4 separate regions of the Mus musculus genome follow, and regions 2, 3 and 4 are each linked to region 1. A link is a contact called in public HiChIP or PLAC-seq and promoter capture Hi-C data. All regions are on one chromosome and are shown on one strand. The core of a region is the stretch at or near the end of the contact, and the rest is flanking DNA. Distances in the headings are between cores, read along the strand shown. Region 1 holds the start of Schip1 (schwannomin interacting protein 1). Region 2 overlaps Iqschfp (Iqcj and Schip1 fusion protein). Region 3 overlaps Iqschfp (Iqcj and Schip1 fusion protein). Region 4 overlaps Iqschfp (Iqcj and Schip1 fusion protein).

The links. Promoter capture Hi-C pulls out the DNA fragments that hold promoters and counts their contacts. HiChIP or PLAC-seq counts read pairs in DNA pulled down with a chosen protein or histone mark.
Region 2: a contact with region 1 is called in an H3K27ac HiChIP or PLAC-seq map of embryonic stem cells, with 4 times the contacts expected there. The contact joins the enhancer-like site here to the promoter of Schip1 in region 1. A contact is called at or near these places in 2 of 39 promoter capture datasets (hippocampal neurons and liver), 1 of 15 datasets of contacts at CTCF or cohesin (embryonic stem cells), 3 of 484 Hi-C or Micro-C datasets (the N1E-115 cell line, embryonic stem cells and olfactory sensory neurons), 4 of 115 datasets of contacts at active chromatin or transcription factors (embryonic basal ganglia and embryonic stem cells) and 2 of 9 other capture datasets (adipose tissue and embryonic stem cells).
Region 3: a contact with region 1 is called in a promoter capture Hi-C map of hippocampal neurons, with 8 times the contacts expected there. The contact joins the enhancer-like site here to the promoter of Schip1 in region 1. A contact is called at or near these places in 5 of 39 promoter capture datasets (the HPC-7 cell line, embryonic stem cells, hippocampal neurons and 2 more), 6 of 484 Hi-C or Micro-C datasets (the HL-1 cell line, cerebral cortex, cortical neurons and 1 more) and 1 of 9 other capture datasets (embryonic stem cells).
Region 4: a contact with region 1 is called in a promoter capture Hi-C map of hippocampal neurons, with 5 times the contacts expected there. The contact joins the enhancer-like site here to the promoter of Schip1 in region 1. A contact is called at or near these places in 3 of 39 promoter capture datasets (the HPC-7 cell line, frontonasal cranial neural crest and hippocampal neurons), 5 of 484 Hi-C or Micro-C datasets (adipose-derived mesenchymal stem cells, cerebral cortex, forebrain and 2 more) and 1 of 9 other capture datasets (embryonic stem cells).

What each region holds. Positions count from the first base shown.
Region 1 is chr3:68,060,843-68,066,992 of GRCm38.p6, forward strand. Schip1 (schwannomin interacting protein 1) reads left to right here and starts at 3,960. Exons shown (of 8, transcript NM_001113421.1): 1 at 3,960-4,165. The coding sequence starts at 4,100. The region is part of intron 4 of Iqschfp (Iqcj and Schip1 fusion protein); the gene reads left to right.
Region 2 is chr3:68,303,985-68,310,134 of GRCm38.p6, forward strand. All of the region lies in intron 4 of Iqschfp (Iqcj and Schip1 fusion protein), which reads left to right. The region is part of intron 1 of Schip1 (schwannomin interacting protein 1); the gene reads left to right. It also overlaps the pseudogene Gm5848. Among named protein-coding and RNA genes, the nearest start is that of Gm22073, 240 kb to the right of the region's middle. Within about 2 kb of position 2,492, at least 7 of the 459 cell types and tissues checked have an H3K27ac peak or open chromatin away from gene starts, as enhancers often do. A contact at or near this core is called in embryonic stem cells, where this site is marked.
Region 3 is chr3:68,280,724-68,286,873 of GRCm38.p6, forward strand. All of the region lies in intron 4 of Iqschfp (Iqcj and Schip1 fusion protein), which reads left to right. All of the region lies in intron 1 of Schip1 (schwannomin interacting protein 1), which reads left to right. Among named protein-coding and RNA genes, the nearest start is that of Schip1, 220 kb to the left of the region's middle. Within about 2 kb of position 3,043, at least 19 of the 459 cell types and tissues checked have an H3K27ac peak or open chromatin away from gene starts, as enhancers often do. A contact at or near this core is called in hippocampal neurons, where this site is marked.
Region 4 is chr3:68,247,867-68,254,016 of GRCm38.p6, forward strand. The region is part of intron 4 of Iqschfp (Iqcj and Schip1 fusion protein); the gene reads left to right. All of the region lies in intron 1 of Schip1 (schwannomin interacting protein 1), which reads left to right. Among named protein-coding and RNA genes, the nearest start is that of Schip1, 190 kb to the left of the region's middle. Within about 2 kb of position 2,790, at least 4 of the 459 cell types and tissues checked have an H3K27ac peak or open chromatin away from gene starts, as enhancers often do. A contact at or near this core is called in hippocampal neurons, where this site is marked.

The sequences.
Region 1 (6,150 bases), core at 2,710-5,209:
ATTGATAATACAAATTCTTTCCCCCAATATTTCTTAATTTTATTGTTTGAAGATAATTTTACCCTGGCAGGTTTTAAAATATGAACAAGCTGTTTTGGTTTGGGGTTTAAAATTTTTCAAGGCTCAGGGAACACTGTGGTGGAAGAAACGGGGAGAAAAGTTTGTAAGAGCCAAGGGGTCAGAAATTATGCTGTGAGATTTTACCTCCTAGATATAACAAGAAAGCTATGATACTTCAACAATATGGCTACTTAAACAAGACATGAACATTAACAGCACCAATAGACATGAGAATATGGAAGGTGAAATTCTCATGGGACCTCATTCCTAGACAAAGAACTACAGGCATGTAATGACAGCTGACAGGTGGAAAAGTAGTTTCCTCTGGATACGAGCCTCTAATTGGTTACCCAATACCTAGTAGTCATCCCCAAATCATTTAAGTACAGGCAACACTAAACTGACTTAGCAGGCTGCATTTGAATATTTATGAACATACACACACCAATAATGATTAAGGAAAAAGAGGCCATATTTGAGAGGGCATGGTCAAGCCCTGGAGAGATATGCCCTCTTCTGGCTTCCACAGGTACTAGGCATGGATGTGGTTCACAGACATGTATATAGAGGCAGGCAAAACCCCATAAAAATAAAATAAATTATTGTTATTGTTAATAATACAATTTTAAACTAAAAACAGATATTTTCTAAAACAAGAAATAAATAAAAATTTAAATTGCTAACCCTTAAATATTGACTGATGTACAAAATTGTGACTTCATTGATCACTGACTCGTTTACTCTCCTAATATAATGAAGATGCCATTGGGATCTGAAAGCTAATATCAAGACCTGTGTGTGGATGGCAGAGCACTAGTCACCAGGTAATGTGCCTTCAATAAACACGGTAGAAAAGAAATCTCACTTGGTTGTAGACACCTGTCCTCACCATGGTCTTGTCCCTGCTCTACAGCTTAAGTGACAGAAGATGGCTCTTTGTCTTACATGCACACTGAGCCCTCATTAACATTGTACCAGACCTCACCAGATCGCATGAAGAACATGCTAGGGTCCAAAGAGAAGTGGGATGTGGGAAGACTGGATGTGCTCCACTCTTATAGCTACTTTGCTTGGAAATCTTTTGGTCCTTCGGCTCTCTATGTTTGCCTATTATAACCGAGATGTCTGTGGTGGGATAAGACGGCAGAGTTACTCACATCCTGAATTAAATCCACTTTGTTAGTTCCACACTCCTTCTGCAAACTATCTGAGGGGCTATTGTGCACCTTGTTACCACACTAAGACACTGGGACATGGTGATCACTACTAAATCAAGCAAGCCTTACAACTTGTATACCTGCACAGACTCTATATAATTCCCTAGGCATGACTGGCAGTTCTTGTAACAAACATACCAGTAACTTAAGGGAGATACTCAGATTTCTTTATTTCTTGTGTAGACTTGAAATATTTTCTTATTAATAAAATCTAACTTCCACAACATCTTCTAGGGTGTAATTTTCCAGAACCTGGTACCAGAAATAGTACTTTTTGTAGCTATTAGCAGATGTTACTTGGAAGGAAGATGAGATAGTCAATTTATTTACCATAGGATTTTGTACATATCTATTGTGTCATCGCAGACTTGAATATGCAAAAAGAGACACTTTCGCACATTTCCAATCTTCTTTCTCCATAAAATACATTATTAGTTTTATCTTATCAGAAAATTGATCCATAGAATTCAGTGGCTCAATAATAGCATTAATATGAATTGAATAGTGCATTGTGTGATACGCCATTTAAGACTTTGGCATCCCCCTTTTTAGACCTATATTATAGAGCTATATTATACAATTGAAAGTTTTATTTAGTTAGTTTGCACATAAAACTTCTTACATCAGCTGACTCATAGAATGTATATGAATATTTGTGTGTGTGTGTGTGTGTGTGTGTGTGTGTGTGTGTGTGTGTGTGCACGCTTTAAACCAGACAAGTCTAGCCAACAAATCAGTGCTATTGGAAGGTGGGATTTCAGAAGTTAGTAGATAACACCTTTTCTAGGAACATCTTCTTAGGAAGTAAGAGTGATAGACAGCAGGGGATCTACATCTGAGATTTCTTTCTTACCAACATTAGAATCCTGGGTATAATTCAGACAGAGGCAAGGCTGAGCATCATCACTGGACTCTAGAATCAACTGTTAGCAGCCACCAGTAGCATTGAAAGCTGTTGACCCCACCCACAAGCAAGGCCAAGGGAGTCCTGGGCATGGAGACAAATCAGGACCACAGAGGCCCTAGTTTGTAATCCCTCAGCCTGAGCAATTTCCAGCTTCCCGGAGAGGAGGAAAAGAGGGACACCAGTGGCTGTGGGGCTTATAGAAAAGTGCTCCCTTAGGGAAACTTGAGGTTGGAAGAAGGCAATCCAAAACTCCATGCAACAATATTTTGGCTTTGTATCCGGCGGCATAGCATCCTTATTTTTTACTTGCTTTCACTTTTGTATGTTTATATACAATTTGATATATTAGTTATTTCAGTGTTGTACTAACACGAACTTTTGTGACAACTTTTTGATTGATAATTTTATAAGCGTGTTTAAAGTGTTTTGACCGTATCCCCCTCCATTCCCTCCTCTGCAATTCTTCCCTTCCCCCGCCTTTCACTTACCCTGTCATGCATGCTCCCCCTCTTATAACCTACTGAGTTCACGCATGGGGAAGTTTTGCCAATCATGACTGAAAAAAAAAATCTTTAATTAGGCTATGTGACTAACTAGAAATAAAAGAGAAGCATGCTGTATAGAATAAAACTGGACACTCTCATCCTAAGTTCCTTAAAACTGTACCTGTATGTTATCTTTTACAGTGGCTTATTTAGAATATATCGTTAACATTTTAACTATTTCTTCATTCTGTATTTAAAACATCTGTGAATAATTAAAGAAAGCTCCCTACCAACTTTTTGAAAATACAATTCAAATCTTTTCAGAAGTAGTAAGTTTTTGATGCTTTTGAAATGTTTTATCCCATTAAATAAAATAGTGTTAGGAGTTGAAGGGAGTTGCTTGAGCTTTTATTTCTCAGTCATGGTGATCTGATTTTTAGAAGATTACATTTTTTTTTAACGTGCTAAAAATTCTGAGTTGTTTTCGAAGTAGATTCCATGTCTGAAGAAATCATTCTCGTTTCTACGGCAGCTCCTGGGGAGCAGAGAAGGGGCTTCACACTCTTCATGAGTTGATCATAATGACACATCTCCTGAGGCACACCAGAAGCTCATCCCAGCTCACCCCGAGACGGCTTCGCGTGTGAGCTGGGAATCGACCTCTTTGAGGCATTCTGTTGATAGGGTTAACCGTATTGGTGGAAGACCAAGTTATTTGATGCAAATAGATTTTCAAGAAAATCATTATGCTAAATACTTAATAGAAGGATTTCATCTACATACGGCAGCAACTGTGACCTGCTTTCAAGATGACATCACTGGGTGTCATGTGGCTCTTTATACATTCCAGCCTCAGAAAGAGGTAACCTACGAGAAGCAGAAGAGTCTGCTGATATTTGCTGTGAGAATCTTCAGCAGACAGAAGCCGGGACGAGAGGGAGGCAGAGCTGCTTGCACAGTGTGTATCGTGGAATTCCACAATGGAGCCTTGTGGAGTTTTCAGCTTTATTTTCATATATTTTTTAAGTTAATGAAGATTAGGTGAATCAAGTGCTTCATATTAGAGGGGAATTGTTCTCTTCATAAAGATCAAGAGGTTCTCTCTTTGGACTTCTCTGTTCTCCAAGGAGCCTGGTCATCTTTGTATGTTTATTCCCCCTATTTGAACAACGCAGACAAAAACCAGGCAGTTTCTTCTCTTGGGAAACTTACATTTTTCCTTCAGTTTTGAAGATTTATGCTCCAAGATTTGCTTTAAGCTGCCGGGGTTGTTAACTAAAGGGGAGACATCACACCTCGCGGCATGCGCTGTAGAAACTCTCTAGGTAACTTTACCTGCTAACAAAGTGGCTCTCTATGGATTCCTTTCCAAGGCGGTTTCAGTGAACCGCTCTTCCTTCTCAAATGGACGAGGGTAGCTCTTCAGCACCATGGAGAGGTCTGAGCAGCGCGTAAGGGCCGCGTGGGACTGCGACCCAGGCAAGCAAGCTGACAGAGTAAGTTTTCCACATCCAGTCTTGTATACCATAGACATATGGGAACAGTAACCCCCAAGTCTAATAAAACAGACACTATAAAAGATAGGTTCTTCACTGCATTTTAAAGTTTAGAGACAACCAGGTAAATGTTATTTTAGAAAGAGCTAATATGCTCATTTAAAGAAAATATTGCATTCTATGATGTGAATGTCTGTACTTTGAATTTTGAGAATGTTGAAAGTTAAAACTCCAACACAAATTAACTACACTGAAAATATACAATCCAGATGTTTTGGAACTATCATTTTATAAACATACATAGATAGTTTCAAATGTGCAGTTTGTTGCTCTTTGTAATCAGAAGGGGCTGAAAGGGGGTTTCTGATTGGTCACTAACCTGAAGAGCAGTTAAACTCTTAGACCACAGATCATAATTTCCATTCCAAAAGAGCACTTAGCTGTCCTAATGTTCAGACACACAGGTGACAATTGTGACTTAAAGCGCTGGCATTTATTTGCATCAAATACATACAGCGGAACTGATGGAGGTTATAAGCAGCTTCTTAAAATAACATGATTAGATATGGGCTATTGAAATTGCTATCTTAGTATCACTAGATATATTTATTTAGTTTCAAAACTTCCAACTTAACTGTTTAAATTAAAAATTCAAAAACAACAAATTTATTGTCGTCCCCCCCCCAATCATTCTTTAGCCACCCTTACAAATCATCCGTACACCCCTGGAGAACTGTATATTACAACCTCACACAACCAAGGGAGAAGATCCTCTTAATTGCTGCCAATAACGACCCCAGCACATATTCTGTGTAGGAGAACATAGGGCCATTTAAAACATAATTAAAGAAAAAAATTTTTTCAGGCCAGTTAAATATAGTTTCAGACACATATGCTAAACCCTTTACTTTAAAGTATAACGACACTCTTTTAATGTTATTATGATATAAAACTCACTTCTCTTGATGGTTCTTATATTTGAAAACATCAAGCATAGATATTTCTTTCTATTATATATTAATTTCAGCTGAATTGCCATTCATCTTAACTCTTCAGTAACTTGCCATTTGATTTTTAGATAAATGGTACTTATTCTTGACAGTATGTGAAATGTATAATTTAAAAAGACATGACTTAATTTTGCACTAAGGTGCTATTGTTATATGTATTTTTGACAGCTTTGCTTAGTAGATACACTAGAGCTTTCCTAAATTGATCTCAATATTTAAGAGAACTAAGCGATTTGAAATGTGTGAAACCTAGCTTTACCACCCAGATCTTTTAGTTTTGTTTGCTTGGGTTTTACGTTTCTGCATGGATTTTAGAAGGAAACAGTGTTTTTCCCCATAGTAGCTGTGCTGTGGGACTTTGTTTTAACATTCTTTTTCTCATGAGCTGTGTCTATTCCCTAGAGGAAGTGGACCTTGGACAAGTCTTTTTTGAGTGGAGAGACTATCCTTCAATAACACAGACAATGTGAGGCTGGTGTCATAACCTGTGCCTGCTGTATGCTCTAAAGTTGGGTTTGTGAGGCTTGCTAGATTCAGGGATCTGTTATCTGTCAATCTTTTCCTCTCTCTCAGTCTCTCAAGGACATAATGTGGTACAATATTGTCAGGAGTGAAGCATTTTACATTTGTTCCTCTTTGGAAAACATTTTGGTGATGTATTTATAACCGCCGCTACCTAGCTTAGACAGTTTGAGATATGGTTGTTTATGTATTTGCTTAACTAGAAATTGTTGCTACATGACAAACCACCAACAGATGTTAGCTTCAGGTCTGATAGCCTTTCAATCATTATTGAAAGAGTGCAAATCACCCAACAACAGAAGACACACAGAGCTATTTAGACTGTGAGTGCTCCCCATTTTGTCCTTTTTCTTTTTCTTTTCTTTTTTTTTTTTTTTTTACAGCATTCTGTTGGTAGCAGATGTGTGTGAACAATCTTAAATTTAGTTGACTGACATTTTGTTTTTCTTGCCA
Region 2 (6,150 bases), core at 1,242-3,741, 240 kb after region 1:
CTTAGAATGACTCTCATATAACTGTTAATCCCACAGATGCAAGGAGAAAGACCATCAACCCAATCATAACCATATTAATTAAAGCAAGCAATTAAATAAAGCACCCTTTTTAAAAATTCACGTACACAAACTGTCTACCTCTAAAGGAGAGGTTCCAAGAGATCAGCCCTGGACATGGATGAGATAAAGGCTTTTATGGTCCGGGAGTACGGGGTTCCAGGGGATTCGACACACAGGTAGGCAGGGTTACAGAAGGGGCACAGAAGCATAACTTGGTTGTAACAACTTTTTGAAACAAAGGTGTGGCTGCAAGGTCATCATAACAACTTAGCAATAACAGGGTGGTCATAATAACCTTTAGAAATGAAGGCATGGTTGCCATTTCTTGGAACAGGCATTACAGAACCATTTGTAGTTAAGGTTACAGGTTGGGCAAGCCCAATTCTTGAGAAACAGAGATTTAATCATAAGCAGGAATGAACCTAGTTGGTCTTTACTATAAGATGGTTTTTAAGCCTTAGATGGAGGCAGGTTGGTTTGTCATAATCCACTGTGTGAGTTATGTGGTTAATCTACCACTGTGCTGTTTTCACAGTCTATACATTTGCACATCCTTCTAGCTATGGTCAAAGTATAGTCTTAAGCATTTCAAAGCCAAAATACCTGCATCTAAGGGCTTTAGCATGGAGGTCACCTATTACAGGCTCATGTTTACAGATGTTAATGCAAAATTCACAAACTCTAGGGTCTCTCTGCTGAGTTCCTTCCATCTCTCGTTTTGGGCCAAGGTGTCCACTATGTGATCCTGCTCCTGTTGATGTCTAGTACTTCACTGCAAGCTCTAACATCATCCCCTCCCAGTCAAATGCCGTCCACCAGTCCCTGCAGAGCCAGCCATTCATGTGATGCATGAGATCACTCCCATGCTTGCTTGCTATGAGATAATGGCTTTAGTATGAACCTCTGCGGTCAAACTTTAGGGATGTTTGGCTTCAAGACGAATTGAACATTTTCCAAATGCCAACCGTTTTCTATCAATAAAAGGAGAAATTGTATTGTAAAAGTCTCCCTTTTCTCTTGTTTATTTCTATAAAAAAAATCTCACTAGGAAACAGAGTACAGATTATCTGTGTCTAATAATCATCACTTTTTCTGTCTCATAGTGTCAGGTCAAGACGGGCTTCAGGTTTTAAGTATAGTCCACACATGAGTACAGTTCTAATGCTGTCAACTAGTTCCTTTTGTCCCGTTGATTATAATCCCTTACCAATAGTAGCACGATGTCCTAGAAAGAATGTAAATATAACAGACATATGTTGCTAAATTAATAAGTCATTGCTAGGTCCAAGATAAAAACCAGAAACTATGATTTGTTCTTGTAGATCAGAAGGCTGAGTGAAGGATTAATATCATGTATATGTCCCCAAAGGCAACTATTGACCAAGGAGAGTGATTCCTGCTTCTAATAGGTCAGTTGCCTGCAGGAAGTAGCTTTTTAGCCCATTGTTTTACAGACTCAAACAAAATACAGTTCTCAAGCCCTGTGGCATCTTAACCTTTAACACATGGTCTTTGTTCTGCTTTGTGTTTGCATTTGATTCTGAGATCTGATATTCTACCCCTTGGTGTTTGAAATCACGCTCTGTTTCTCTGTGCTGAGACCATCACTATCTCCCCATGTCACTTCCCTAGTGACATTTTACATCATCCCGACATTGTTGAACTTGCTGTCCATGGAAATTCCCATCCCTCTAGCTCTCCCCTATTGCTCTTCAGTCACCCCCTTCAGTTTATTGTCCTCATTGTATCTCTTTCCTGCTGGGTAATGGTTCTTCCTGCTGATAAGCTGTGTTCAAGATACTGAGAGGCCAGCAGCACTTGTGGGCAGTTCATTGGGCTGGCAAGTGTCAAGTGCCCCTGAGCAGATGGAAATAGGACTCCAGTCACTTTGTCACAGAACTGCCTTTTGTGATGTGCAAGCCTTGTAACATCCCATCAGCTTGGTGGTTAATGGACCTGTAGGTTTCCAGTCTTTCCTATATTAAACTGAAGTTAGATATCTTGGCAAATACATTTCTGTTCCAGCCTTGGTGCTGGTGCCATCTTTTGGGAGCAAAGCCAGCCTCAGTGTTTAATCACTTTATCTTTGAGGATCAACAGCTCTCTGTTCTGAGCATCGGGAGGAGGGCTCAGTGATAAACACTAATAGTTAATGTGTTGGCATTCCCACTAAAGCGCATTCTAGTACATTGTTCTGTTAGTGTCTAATAACAGCCCTCGTGATTACTTTCTTTTTAAGTCAAAAACATCTGCATATATTACAGTGAGTGAATGACTCTAAATCACTATACTTAGTCAGTCCAGAAACTAATCAGGACATTACCTCTTCTTAGAAAGCTAATGCAAGATCTGCCTGTTTCTTCCCTGCTGGGTTCCCTCCAGGAGATCAGCAGCTAAAAAAACAAAGCTTCCTGTGAGTTGTCTGCAGGAGCACCAGTGGTCAGGAACCAGCTCCGGTGACTGATCGACCCCAACACAATCTAGGCTGAGATGCTTAGCCATCTCAGTAACCATCATGAATATACAGACACTCCACTTGTGACCTGCAGGTGTGTGTCTTGAAAAATTGTATGCAGATCAAATTACCCTGCCAAGAATTGTATTGTAAAACCCACCAGGGAAATATGTTACTTAGAGGTGTCCTGCTGTTCATCTTTGTGCAGAGGATTCTTTCACCACAGCAATAATCCATGTTTTGTTTGTAAACTTAAGTCTCTAGGTGAGAATCTGCGTGAAGTGAAGGACACATCCATTTTAATGGAGTAAGGTAGATGGTGGTCTGAGATACACCTTCTGAACTACTCAGGGGGGCTCAGCAAGCATTCGGTGAAACAAAGGGACAAATTAGTCCCTTTGGAAAAATGAAGCTCTGCCATTATTCTTAATATGCATTGATGTGCGCATGGAAGGTCCCTCTCCCTCTCCCGCTGTGGTTTTGCCTTTCCTGGTAATTGTTTCCTTAGAGTAAACTTAAAGATTCTGTTTGTGACTAGGGCCAGAGTTCTTTTTAACAAACCACAGGAGCATCAAATACCCTTGACCTGAGCAGGTAAGGGCAAGCAACTGTTTCCCTGCTTCTCCTGAGCTAGAGTTTCCAGTTGCCTGGCAGCCTCTTCATCTCAGGCTCTGTGATCTCTGACTTACACCCTTGAAATCAACTCCAAATCCTCTTAGTCCAGGGTTCCCCCCCTTTTTTTCTTTGAAAATAGAAATTTTTCATATAATAAATTCTGATCACGGTTTCCCCTCCCCCTGATCCTCCCAGATCCTCCCAACCTCCTCACCCACCCAACTCCACACCCTTTCTTTCTCTCCTTAGAAACAACCAGGTACATTTTTAATTCACAGACAAATATCCACCCTGCCTTTGGGCTTCTTCACACCATCATCATCATTGCTAGAGAAACTCGGATACATATATATTTATTGCTTAAAGAGATTTAGATCTAAATAATAACCAGGTCATTGCAAGGGTGAAAGCCACTTGCAAAGTCTCTCTGGGGAGGGAGCATGGGTGTGGCCACAAACAGCTCCAGGGACTATTCTACATCCATCACAGGCAAATATCCTTAAGGAGCCAACCTAAGAACACCTGAGCTATTGTTGACAGGGAAGGAAAGCACCCCCTATTGTCTACCAGCAAGTCACAATAATGATGAAACATAGAATATAATTGTCTTGGCAACCAGACTTCCTCAGAGCCATGATCTGGTTTCTGTGACAAAAACTGGTCAAGAAAGAGACTCCTTTCTGTCTGAGAAACTGTCGAGACATTCAGACATTTTGATAGTCAGGTCACAGTGCTCCCAGGCCCTGCCTATACAGAGTTTTTTTTTAAAGGTCCTGACATACAGAAATTTCACAAGTCTACTCTCAGTCTCTTCCTCTTCCAAATGCAGTCATAGAAAAGATTTGAAAAGTATATCAGGATAGACAAAATTAGTAAACTCAGTATAACAGTTGGACCATCTTTAGTCCCTACTCCCACACTCTGTCTTCTCCTATAACCTTCACCCAGGATTTGATCTTTCTGCTAAACCAGGGTCTAGAACAGTTCTCTGTGTTCAAAATCTCAAATTCTACCTTCCAGATCGACAGGCTGTGTCGAAAAAGACAAGCAAACTTCACCTCCCCCTGGAAAGGGTGAGGGTTGTAATCCGGTTGGACACCTTTTGACATGTTCATCTTAAGGGAAATATGATAATGCAATTATCTGAGGGAAGAAGGAAAGAAGTCTTCGTCAGCTTGTCCCACTGCCTGATGATGCCAACCCTAACAGGGAGTTGGGGTTGACAAGATTATCAACTGTAAAGATCTTCTGACTTGAACTTTCTGCTCAAATTCTTCTCACTATAAACCTCCACATGATTAACATTGAGTCACTAATTAAGTCACAGTTTTCAGTATGAAGCCTTGGACAATGTCATACCTGGAGAGTGGAGTGTCATGCTTTTTTTTTTTTAATTTTCTCCACAAATAGTTAATATGTTACCTATACAATTGAAAATATATACATACACACAACTAGACACATATTTATATCCAACGTAATATGCTAAATATCCTTTTCTCTATGTTTATATGTAAATATGTCTATCATTATACTTGAATTATTTTATTGATTTGTGATGCTCCCCATTCGACACTGCCCATCTTTATCTCTAAATTTTACTTTAGTGGTTAATGTTCATCAGATTTTTTTTTTAACAAAAAGCACAGGGTTTTATTTCTCACCCTTTGGGCAGGGTTCTTCAGGCCTTTGCAGGGCAGGGAGCAGGCTCTACTTGCCAGTGATGAGCGGGTTCCGCAGCACCACGATGACCGAGTCCCCACGCAGGAATATCTTGGAGATGTAGCAGTCCTTGTTGACAGGCTTGGACTTCTTCTTGCCCTTGCTGCTCTTGGGGACCTCAGTCCACATCTCCTTCACATTTTCCAGCACCATGTTGCAGTGCCTGTCAAAGGCCTTCACCCGGCCCAGCAGCTTCTTCTTGTTGCGACAGTTAATGAGCACTTGCGTGTTGTTCTTGACCGACTGCGAGAGCACTGAGAGGGGACCTGTGTTGAATTCCTCCTCCTCCCGCTTCTGCAGCTCCTCTGGGGTCATCTCACTCTTAGGTTTATTGAGGAGACTCATGGTGTAGGTTTCGCTCGCAGATCACTCCCGCCCAGATTTCTGACATCTGCCCACATACTTTATTCCATCCCTAATATGTAACATTTATCCCTGTCCCCGTCAAGCCTCGGCAGCCTTCTCTGACAAACCACATGCTTTCCTGACGTCACCTTTCACTACTCCTTCAGTGATGCAGCCTGATCTGCCTCATCCCCCCAGATTTCTCTGTCAGACTTCCACGTTCCGCGCCTACTGATACCTGACCGAACACCAGAGAATTGACCCAGCCGCCTCACTGCCATGCAGGTGTGTGAGCTGTGAGCACACAGACAGATGAGTCTTCACAATGGAAAATCCACATCAGCAGCCCAGAAACTCACTGTGCTTTATGTCTGTTCAGTGCTTCCCACCTCCACCCATGGGAAGGGTCTTGAATTTTAGCACCATACATTATTTTTGACTCTGTGAACTCTTCTTTCACTCGATATTATGACTTTAACATTAACCTAGCAAATGATTATTCCTATCAATGTGAGTGCCCAGTCCCAGGATTTGGAACCAGCTCACACATTGCTATACCCTCATACACAGCATGCAGAGTACACAGCACACTTTTCTCTTATGTGTGTACCTCATAAGGGGATTGCTGGATCATGACTCCATGCATGCTCAGCTTTAAGAGGTGGTTTCTCCTACTTTTTCCAAGTATGCTATGTTGTTCTATAACATTCTTAGAAGCTGAATTAAGCAGCCAAACAATCAAGGTCACACCCAGTCCCCCGTGCTCGGCTTAAAGGTAAGATGCCAGCACCCCACATCCTAAGAGCTGGCTAGCATGGCTCACGTCCTCTCATCGGCTGGAGCTGGTGAGAACACACGGCATTTTGATTAGTCTATGTGATGTACTCAGAGCTCCTCATCTAGATGGATTTCAGATTCCTATGCCACACACTGCACCCATCTGAGAGGTCTGT
Region 3 (6,150 bases), core at 1,793-4,292, 220 kb after region 1:
CAAGCACCTTTGCCCGCTCAGCCATTTCACCCACCCTATCTTTTATTTCTTGGGAAAATCTGTTGATAGTTCTGCAAGTAATTCCAGGTGTCTGTGTATACAGTCACTTCCTTGTTTTAATTCAGAAATGCTTTTTTTTTACAGATTAAAATATTTTCAGAATTTCCTTATTTATTTATTTATTTATTTATTTATTGCTGCTTGTAGAATGATATGCCTTCACCCATGAATGGTCATATGTTACCACTGAATACTGAACCTCTTTGCAGTGAAATTCTGGTATTCTTAGATGGCAACTAACCTTCACACACATACTGCCAAACTATTTCTATGCACCATATTTTGAAACACATAGAATAATATTAAAATCCCAAGCCCAGTCCACTTGTCAAATTGTAATGAGTTTAGAACTGGGCATCCCACACACTTCTAAGCCCATCACAGTAGAGTTGCACTGTTTTGTAAAAAGCTTTGGGAACTGAATCACCTTGCTGCTTTCATTAGTACATAACAATTGTGCATGCGAATGTGTTGCAGTGTAATTTGGGATATTGGTGCATGCAGGACAGAACCAGAGTATGGAACATGCTGTTCCTTAAACACTTGCCAGTCATTTGTGCTGGAAACGTGTTTGTTTGTTTGTTTGTTTGTTTGTTTGTTTGTTTTTTGAGACAGGGTTTCTCTATGTAGCCCTGGCTATCCTGGAACTCACTCTGTAGACCAGGCTGGCCTTGAACTCAGAAATTCACCTGCCTCTGCCTCCCAAGTGCTGGGGTTAAAGAAGTGTGCAACCACGAACTTTTAACCCCTCTCTTCTTTCTATGATTTTGGCACAATCACCCTACTGTTAGAACTTGCTCTTCCTACGGCACAGCACAGAGGTAGCTTTTCCAGTCTGCCACTTTTCTGCCTGCCCCATCCCAGCCCCTAGAAAACACTATTCTCCCTTCTTCTTTGAAATCAGCTATTTTTGGATTTCATATGAGTGAGGTCATGTGCATATGTCTTTCTGTGCCTGGATTACTTCACTTACCATAATCATATTCAGTTTTATCCATGTTACCATGTTTCTCAAAATGACAGGATGACAGTATATCCTTTTAATGGATGAATAATATTCATATATGTTTTCTCTTTATCCATTCATCCATCAGCACACACATTGGTTAACTCATACTTTGGCTATTGTGAATTGTGTTAGAATAAACATTGAAGCATAGGTATTTCTTTGTTGTACTGATTTTTTTTTTAACTGTAGACCAAGTGGTAGGGTGGCTGGTTCCTATAATTGTCTATTTTATCTACTGCTTCCTTCAATGGCTGAAACAGCTTCTGTCCATACCCTCAGTACACCCTGTACTTGTTTGACTATACTCTTTGTGTCTAGGATGAGACCACATCTCATTTTGGTTTGAAATTGCATCTTCTTGATGTGAGTTATGGTGAAATTTTTTGTTTGTTTGTTTGGTTGGTTGGTTGGTGGTTGGTTTTTGGGTTTTTGTTTTGGTTTTGTTTTTTGGTTTTTTTTTTTTTTTTTTTTGCATCTACTTTTTGGCCATTTGAATGTCTCTTTTTTGTAAATGTCTTTTCAGGAAATCTGTTTAAATTGTTTTGTTGGTCTGCTTTTCTCTCTCTCTGTCTCTCTGTCTTTCTCTGTCTCTGTCTGTCTCTCTGTCTCTGTCTTTCTGTCTCTCTTTCTGTGTCTCTGTCTCTCTCCCCCAACCCCCCATTTCTCTATCCCTCTCCCTGTCTCCCTCTCCCTCTTCCTCTCCCTCTCCTGCTTTGTGGCTCTCACTTTCCTCCGCTCTCTACATTCCCTCTACTTGCCTTCTGGCACTCTCCCTCCCTCATGAACAACTCAACTACGTTTTGACCCTATGTTTCTTCAGAAAGGAAAACAGGGCTATCTTGTGAACAATGCCATAGGCCTGGTAGCTTAAGAAAAAAGTTATTTATTCCAAAGAATCTCAAGCACTGGGGATGGCTTTGAAATGTTCTTCCTGCCCTTGGATATGTGAGTTTTCACTGTGGGAAGGGCTATTTGGTGCACTTTCCCAGCAGTGTAAGAAAAAGAGGCAAATGCATTTTAGCATTTAACCAAGTGCTAAATTGGAGGCCCAACCTAGTAATATGATACCAAAAAAAATATTTTCAGGAAATTTGCAGTATACTTTACTGCATAGAAGACCTTTATATCAAGGGGATAAAGATTTTTCTTAACCACCTAGTTAATTTCCAGAGAGCACAGACAGCACTTAAATAATTTAGCAAGACCACCATGGCACCACTGGACCTCAGCTGTAGCTCCTATCTAGAAGAGAAACTAGGCACTCAGCTCCTTACAATGTGGCTCATGGAAGCTAGGAAAGTTTTGCAATAGCCCTTTCTTTTCCTTATACAGAAAGTACAAGTACAGATGACTGAATGAAAAGAAAGGAAATATAGTTTGTGTAAACATTTACATTTAATTTTGTCTTAATTTCTTGAGGCCCATTATGTGTGTATCAAGGCGCGTAACAGCTTTAAGTTAACAATACAACAATGCATCATTAAATGTACACCAGATGTTCCTGTGTTGGCACCTATTACAGAAAGCCTTCAATGTGCCTGTCAAAGGGGAGGGGGGAAATGTGTGCTCTCTTTTAATAACCAACACTAACCCATCAAAACACAAAGCAATAACAGAAAGTCCCTGACACGTTGCGTTGATAAAATACAGCCTGGAAACTCATTAGAGTAGCAGGCGGCTGAGGAGGCAGCAGACCCAGTCTGCAGCCACGTTCCTGGGGAGCTGAGTAATAAAGACACTGAACAGAAGGTTAAGCCCAAGGATTGAACTGCTGATGCAGTGCGAAATGATGGGCACAGAGGCTGCCCTTGTGAATCACAAATACTCGGGACTTGGGAGTTAGATGGAACTGACAGCAAAGAGTATCAGCAAGCCCATTCAGAAAACGGGTAATATGTGTTTTGGAGGATCATAAACCAGGATGATACAGAAAAGAGTCAGAGCAGATGGCGACAGAAGCGTAAACATTCTAAACTGTTTTTTAAGGGAGCTTTTTATGGGACATGCGCATTTGGATCATGGAACGGATTAAGAGCGCTGGAGTTATGACGAGTTCTTTGCTGCTTTCCCTGTCTGATTAATTTACCTCCCAGAGAGCAGTTACTTAAAGGGGCTTTCATGGATCCACTGCAGCAAAGCCATTGGAGACGTGGCTCGTTCCCTGGTGGCTGATAGATTTATGGATATCTCTCCAGACCAAATCTCAGCATGGGAAAGCAGGGCAAGGGAAGGAGATGGGAACAAATGTGTGTGAACAATTCATGTCATTGCTTAATCGATCCAAATCAACACAAATCTACTTTACTGTTTTGCAAACACTTTTAATGAATCAAGAATTGCGAATGTTTTAGAAATAAAGCCCAATCGAAGTCTCTCTCTAAATGCTGGAATTTAGAATTCAGAATTTAGAATCCACAAGGTTCACATTCTATGAAGGAAAATGTTCTCTTTTACCTTAAACCATAAATTCAAAGTTCATTCAAGGAGAAAAGTCAGAAATAATAAAGTTTAAAGGAACTGTGAACTTGCTCTGAAATATGTAGAGCCATGTTCTCAAGGCTGACACTTTGCCCACTCTCAAGGCTGATGCCTTGCCCATCTTCAATTTATGGATGAAGCTTACATCTGTATGGTGGTACCTATGAAAATGGCTTTCAGAGAACTCTAGACGTGAGGTATTCAGGGTATCATTTTTCTTCTCTAATTCTTCTTTCCTCTTAATCTACTGCATAAATGAAAATAAAATGTGTCAGAGTTTTCTTAATATTACAATGGTGAATCTAAACTCCAGTTTCAGCAATGAAACCCTCTGTTGGATACTATCCAAAGTCATTTGCACAGCCCTTCAAGGGACTATTTAGTTTGCTCCAAGTGATTCTATGCCTTCTGTTGAACAGAGCCTAGGAACTGAGTTGGTAATAGCAGGCATCATGCCACCCACAGGTCAATTCAGCATGAGGCATGGCAGGATGCTTAATGATAAGTTACATACGCTCTCAAAGGATTTCCTAAACCTGCCATTCGCTAGCTTTGTCATTGAGCTATGATTCCTGTAATTGAGAGAATAGAATTCTACCTCCCAGTGAGTGATATGTTGGATCTTTCAGTACTGAGATAAAAATAAAGAAATTATCATACATGGTGCAGATTGTAAAGTATACTTTGTTTCTGCAACAAAATTAATAAAATCAACTGACCCTAGAGGTATTTTCTAAATTCTGTTAGTAGGAATATATTAGGAGGGTAATTTTTCTGAGTATAGGAAACTAGATAGCAAAAGAATGGTTTTAAATAAAATAAGTTTAGATATGTGTGTGTGCACATTTAAAAAAATACATACAGAGTATAAATGAATTACATTGAATCCTAGTGTTTAAACTCACTTGGGGTGTTATCATGTCAGAGTATTATGAGCAGCGCTTGAAGAACATTCATAGACTTGCTGGCTCTATACCTAAGAATAGAATTGCTTAGTGACAAGGTACGCTCATGTTCAAGTACCAAGTATCATGTTCTCCTCTATCAGAGATGGGCTACCAGGTCTTCGGTTGAGGTCTGTGACATATTTAGAGTTGAGTTTTATGCATGATGTCAGATAAGCATCAAGTTTCATTCTTCTACATGTAACAATCCAGTTATATCAAATACATTGGTTGAAGATGCTTTCTCCAATGTATATTTTTGCTATTAACTTTGGAAAAATCAAGTGGCTGTAGGTACATGGGCTTATATATGGGCCATTGTTTCTATGCCATCGATGGAGGTGTCTAGTTTTATTTCAATGTCATGCTTGGTTTGCTACTACAGTTTTTTAGTACAATTTGAAGCCAGGAATGGTGAACTCCCTGACATTGTTTGTGTTCAGGATTATTTGGACTATCCTCAGTCTTTTGCTTTTCCACAATATTTTTGAAATTATTTTCTCAATTTCTATGAAGAATTGCATTGGAATTTAAAAAATTTTTTTAATTAGGTATTTTCCTCATTTGCATTTCCAATGCTATCCCAAAAGTCCCCCATATCCTTCCCCCCACTCCCCTACCCACCCACTCCCACTTCTTGGCCTTGGCGTTCCCCTGTACTGAGGCATATAAAGTATGCACGACCAATGGACCTCTCTTTCCACTGATGGTGTTTGCTATATCAGGGTCCTTTCAGCAAAATCTTCCTAGTGTATGCAATGGTGTCAGCGTTTGGAGGCTGATTATGGGATGGATCCCTGGATATGGCAGTCTCTAGATGGTCCATCCTTTTGTCTCAGCTCCAAACTTTGTCTCTGTAACTCCTTCCATGGGTGTTTTGTTCCCAATTCTAAGAAGGGGCAAAGTGTCCACACTTTGGTCTTCGTTCTTCTTGAGTTTCATGAGTTTTGCAAATTGCATCTTGTATCTTGGGTATTCTAAGTTTCTGGGCTAATATCCACTTATCAGTGAGTACATATCATGTGAGTTCTTTTGTGATTGGGTTACCTCACTTAGATGATGCCCTCCAGATCCATCTATTTGCCTAGGAATTTCATAAATTTATTCTTTTTAATAGCTGAGTAGTACTCCATTGTGTAAATGTACCACATTTTTTGTTTCCATTCCTCTGTTGAGGGGCATCTGGGTTATTTCCAGCTTCTGGCTATTATAAATAAGGCTGCTATGAACATAGTGGAGCATGTGTCTTTCTTAGCAGTTGGAACATCTTCTGGGTATATGTCCAGGAGAGGTATTGTGGGATCCTCCGGTAGTACTATGTCCAGTTTTCTGAGGAACCGCCAGACTGATTTCCAGAGTACTTGTACAAGCTTGCAATCCCACCAACAATGGAGGAGTGTTCCTCTTTCTCCACATCCTTGCCAGCATCTGTTGTCACCTGAATTTTTGATCTTAGCCATTCTGACTGATGTGAGATGGAATCTCAGGGTTGTTTTGATTTGCATTTCTCTGATGATTAAGGATTCTGAGCATTTTTTCAGGTGCTTCTCAGCCATTCGGTATTCCTCAGGTGAGAATTCTTTGTTTAGCTCTGAGCCCCATTTTTTAATGGGGTTATTTTATTTCCTGGAGTCCACCTTCTTGAGTTTTTTATATATA
Region 4 (6,150 bases), core at 1,540-4,039, 190 kb after region 1:
TATGGGGGAAATGACATAGCATATTGAGTTTGCAGCAAACTGTTTTTAATTTACTGACATTGTCATTTATCTATATAATTATGTCCTCTATAATTAAGGTTAGGGTCTTCTTTATTTAACCTTCTAGGGCATTTTTAATGATCAGCTTCTGTAGCTCAGGAGAGACAAGCTTTTCCCATCTATGCTCTCATTTCATCTCTGCCTCATTAATATCTGTGTGATGAGCTTTGCAACATCTAACCAGAGAGAAGAATGGCAGAACTCTGTTTGCATTTCCAAAGATTAAACTCAGACCTTAATGAATTATACCATACATTAAGTAGCTTCTCTTCAAAGCAGTCTAGGAGTTTTTATTTGATTTGATATTTTTCTGGGTCAGACAGACAGACAGACAGACAGACCCAACCAACCTGGAAGACTTTCACAGGGTTATTCAGTGCCTAAGACCATTGTGATGCACAATGGGTCACATCTATCCTTCCACCTTTGAAAAGACTATGACCCACTCCAAAAGAAGTGAACGTTTTCTACAGCCTTTTATTATGCTGCTTCCTTCTGCATACACAACATAACTTCTCTTTTCACAATTGTAACTTATTTTGATCTCTTTGAAGACATTAAGTCACCATTAGGAATCCATATCCGACTAGACATTCAGGACAACAAGATAGATAAGTAGGTAATGGCACAGGTTGCTAAGGCTAACTACTTGAGTTCAATCTCTGGAACCAAGAATATGGAAGGAGAGAACTGACTCCTTGAAAATTCTTCTCTGAGCTACACATATGCACCTTGGCGTGTGTGTGTGTGTGTGTGTGTGTGTGTGTGTGTGTGTGTGTGTGTGTGCATGTGCACACACACACGCATGCTTGCATGGCATATATATATATATATATATACACACACACATACTAAATAAATAATTAAATAGGGATTTAAAGGTGTTTATTAAATTGACATTCAAATGATTTTATAATGCCAAACCAACTGAGCTAATCAAATAAGCAATTTGTACTATTCAGTAGAATCATAGAGTCTCATTCTTTTGTCAGGTATCCCTCCGTCTGCCCCTTGCATGTTTCTCTGCCTTTGATTCTTTCATAAAAGAACCTAGCATGGAAATAATATTAAAGCTTCCAAACAATACTAGAACTTTTTTACATAATTAACTTAGGTGTTATTATAGTAGAACTTTGACTCCTTTTCATCTCGTTAAAAAGAATCAAAATGTTGTTGACCCTCTATCTATTAACAAGTTGTGAGTTGTTAACAACTTTTTCCCACTAAAAATTTACTTTAGAACAAAATTATTCAGTTTTTTAATAATTTTATCACATTCTTCACAAATTGAATTATAGACTTATCAAATAAAACCAGTAACTTACATAGGCTGTCCAAGAAATTACATGTTTAATTTCTCCAGTGAACTTTTTATAAAGGACTGGGGACAAAGCTGAGTCAGTAACATGCTTGATGAAAATAGATAAATAAAGTTGCTAAAGGTGAGACTGACCAGCAAATCATAGCCCCTTTTATGCCCGGCTTCAGAGATGAAAACAGAATTGCTCAGGCTCTTGCCTTTGGGGAACTCATCTGGATGGAGATAGAAATGTAAAAGAGATGAGCGTGATATGAAGATGTGGAACAAAGGATGGTCTGCTGACATGAGGATGCCCCCTGTGCGAGCCAGAGCTGGTTGTTCATTCTTCTGCCTCTAGTTGTTCTTCAGAGACCATTCCAGAAAGAATGCTACTCAGGTTAGGTCTGAGGGATAGGGCAACCAAAAAAGTTAGGAAAAATAAATAGCAAGAGACTGTGATGGAGGGGCAACTGGGGCCCAAATTCAAGCAACGAGAAATAAGAAACCGTCATATCCATTGTGTTGAAACCTTGTGCAGACAAATTAGGTGTAGCCGAGAGAAACAATGTAGATGCCATACTGAGTGAACTAGAAACTGTTACAATGTTTATCCCAGAATATCTTATATCTGAATAAAACCAACTCTTACCTGCCATGGAATTAGTCATTTTTATAATTTTGAAATATCCTAATAATTACTAAAGAATCAGTGAGATTTAAAAATATATTTACATCCCAAACAACTTAAATAGCAGAAGCAATCCTAAAACCTACGTATGCTCAAGAGTAAAGATGATCATAATACAATAACTTTTTGTATATTTATCCTTAATCCATTAATTTTTCTTTATAATTACATTTATTTATTATGTGGGTACACACATATGAGAAGGTCAAAAGACAAACTGTACAATAATTTCTTCCTGCCCCAATCTGGGTCCTCGGACTTGAAGGTCAAACTCAAGTCATCAGACATCCCAGGAAGTTCTTTAGCCCACTGAGCCATCTTGCCAGCCCTAATCTGTTAGTTCTAATGAATTTCTCTACTCTAGGATGACTAATACATACAAGTCTACTAACCCACCAGACTCTATGTTCTCCATGCTTCAAGTACTACTTTTTGTACACTCTTAACCCCTCCCCAAGAAAAAGTCTATCTTTCACATGTACTTCTTTCTGGTAGATAACCAATGTACAAAACCGTGTTTATTGAGCACCAACCAGGTGCCCAGAGTTAAGGAGTCTTCAGTGCAGGAGAGACTTCCAGAAGCAACACAGCCTGTCCTCACTGGTCTCAGAGCCATAGGAAACAGAGAAAATTACCGTACCACAGGAGGTTTATGGCAGTGGGGGCCTGGGGACCAGTTAGGATGCCTACTGCATCTTACCCTAGTGAATAGGGATGCCTACTGCACATCACCCTCCTGAACAAGACACAGGGAATTCTCGGGAAGGGAAAATGTATAAACAGTGGGAGTTAGTGAGATGAGAGCCAAGAGTTCTTCAAGCAGAAGGAGGAGAATCTGCAAAAGTCACAAAAACAGAGGAAGTGTGGAACATTTGCTCATAGGGAAGGGGCACCTGGTGTGGGAACAGAGCCAGGTGGGATCTAGAAACGAGGAGGTTTAATAAGCCAGGCCCAGACCAAGATGCTTCCTAAGAGATTTCAGGGCAGGCTCTGGCATGAGGTAAGCATTTGAATTGCTATATAATTGATCTACAACACATCTTCTCTGCCTTTCCAAGTTAATGTATTAATTCAGTGCAACCTGACAGAAATTTCATAGAATTTTCCAAATTATTTGTCAAGATGACGTGTAAACAATAGATAGCACACTGCCAAGACAATTATGAAGGAGAGCAAGCTTGAGAGAGTTGCCAAATTTGTTGATATTTTAAGTCAAGACTTCTTATTAAGCCATGGTAATTTTAACAGTATAATTTCCACACAAAGATAGATAAACAGACCATATGGACATGTATGTGCATAAGGATGGCATTTATATGTACATAAATAAACCTTCTTTAGAGACCATAAGAAAAATAATTATTTTATTAAATTATATGGAGCCAAGCAGTGTGGTGAATGCCTTTAATTCCAGCAAGCAGAAGGCAGAGGCAGGTGGATCCCTGTAAGTTCAAGGCTAGCTTGCTCTACAGAGAAAGTTCTAGGACAGCCAGCATTACACATATAAACCCTATCTCAAAAAAAAAACCAACAGATGATGATAATAATAATAAATAATAGTAATGATAAATTCTATTGAGACTCTTAACTATAAGGAAAACAAAATGGTGGCCCATGGCTTGTGACATACACAAGACCAATTTTAGATGAATGAAAACCCAAAGCATAAGAGACGAAACTTTAAGTCTTTCATTAAGAAAGTGTAATTGGATATATTTGTGAACTGAGACTAGAGAAGAATGTCTTAAGCACAGATAAGACCAAAAGCACGGACTATAAAAACAAAAACTGGTGTGTGGCCATGTTAAAATTTCAATTCAAATCCATCAAAATCACCATTGGAAAAGTAAAGGCACAATAACAGATGGGGATCCAGAATGGAGAAAAGGTTTTTTGTTTTTGTTTTTTAAATCAATAGTAATTTTAGAACAAAGATGGAGAAGAAAGCGAGAAAGAAAGGATAAATGCAAGGGGCTAGGAATGCACCAGGAAAGGACACTTGAATGGCCACTGAACATGTTAAAAGGCCAGCATCACTATTTAGGAAAATGTAGGTTTAGCCATGTGGAGAGAACATCTCATATCACCAATTTGCCACCAATTTCAAATTCTGACAGTACCTAGTCTCAGCGAAAGTGTGAGCATCTGGACTTTACTAAGAGGGTTATGCATTATTATATCACCATAAGAGTAATTTTTCAGAAAAGACAGAGTTTCAAATATACCTACATGGGTAAGGATGTGTCCCCATAGTGCATCACTAGACACAGACGTGTCAAAATAGTATAGCAAGATACGATTAGTTTAAATTCAGAGTATGCCATGATAGTATATTCTGCTTTTGTTATTTAGAAGTAATATATGTACATACTTACATAATTTTACACATGTAAAATATGTGCCCAGAATGGATACATGCTAGATTCCCCATTACTAGTGTATGGGGAAGGGACTTAGTGGAGGGACACAGACAGTGCCTGTTGTGCTTTGCTTTGTTCTCTAGCTGTGGTACTGCATGTAGGCTTATTACACAACACTCCCTGCATGGTTCAAATGTTTCATTGTTTTTCTTTAGAAATGATGAGCTTGGCTCAGGAATCTATTTGCATTACAGATGCATGACCACATTGTTGACATTTCACAAGGAAGACTCACATTCCTTTCCTTCTACCTCCCTTTCATTATTCTAAACAGAGAAGCAGGCTGAGGTTTAAACTGAGTCTTTTCTGGACCAGCTCACTGAAGGGCAGAACTAGGGCTAGACCAGATGTTCAGCCCTCACAGTGGCTCCTTCCAGCCCAGCTGCCACTGTGTGCCCGGAATAAGTGGATGCTATGGAGACCATCTGAAATGGCTTGATTGAAGGGCGACAGGAACTCCGGCGCTCTCCAAATAGTGCTCAGACTCAGCCTGACAACTAGCCTGTTTCCATTACAGATGCTGATGGTCAGGGGCTAACACTGCCTGTCACCCAATAAATGGCTACAGAAATGCTTCTGGCAAGCTGTGGGTCCCAGTTGCCTCTCTCTTCCCATTTCAAGGCATCAAGGCACAAGGCTAACAGCCCTTGTTAGCAGCATTATAGTTTTTCAAATACCCACTGAGACATGAGGAAGGATGTGTGTGTATGTGAGAAAGAGAAAGAGAGAGAGACAGAGACAGAGAGACAGAGAGAGAGAGAGAGAGAGAGAGACAGAGACAGAGACACAGAGACAGAGAGGCAGAAAGAGATACAGCAACAGAGACAGATAGATTCTGTGTAATATAAATGTATGTCCACATGTGTATATACACGCCTATGAAGGTTAAAGGTTGATACCAGGTATCTTCCAAAATTCTCCACCTTGTTCACGGAGACAAGATCTCTCACTTGAACTCAGAGCTATCCAATTCAACTAGTCTAGCCTTCAAGCTTTCCCCAAGGATGCCCTGCCTCCACTTCCCAAGCACAGGGAATACAGGTAGGCAACTTGCCTGCCCAGCATTTACATGAGTACTAAGTGGCCAGTGCTTCGCCAACTGAACCATCTTCCCAGGTCAAGACTGGATTATTTGTGTATGTCTGTCTGACATTATCATCCCATTTGAAAAAGAGATCTTAATAATGTTTCAAGTGATGGATAGGGAGTGAGCCTGTATCTGCAGGAAGATGTGATAACCAAATCACTGTAGAATTAACTTCTGGTCAGTTGGAAAGCTGCCATTTCTGAATCCAAGTACTTTCCACAGATGATCTAGCTCACCACAAGCTCAACACAAGAAACCAGGAAATTGTCCAAAACATGAGACACTACAAGTGTATACCAAGAAAGCCTTTGTATTAGTGATGTTCTGAAATTTGTGTTTGCTGACACATTTTCCAAACTTACAGAGTCAGTTCCTATACGGCACTTAGCTTCATTTAAGGTACTTCTGAAAGGAATTACTTATTTGCTTATAAAGTGATTCATAATAAACTCTAAACAAGATTCAGCTCAGTATGTAAACAGTTTGTTAACAAATTGAGATAGTTCTTGATTGACAGTCAGTGTAGCCATCTAACAATTCTACCACCTTGCATAAATGAGTTAATCAGTCTCATTGATGTCAAGCAGGGGCCATG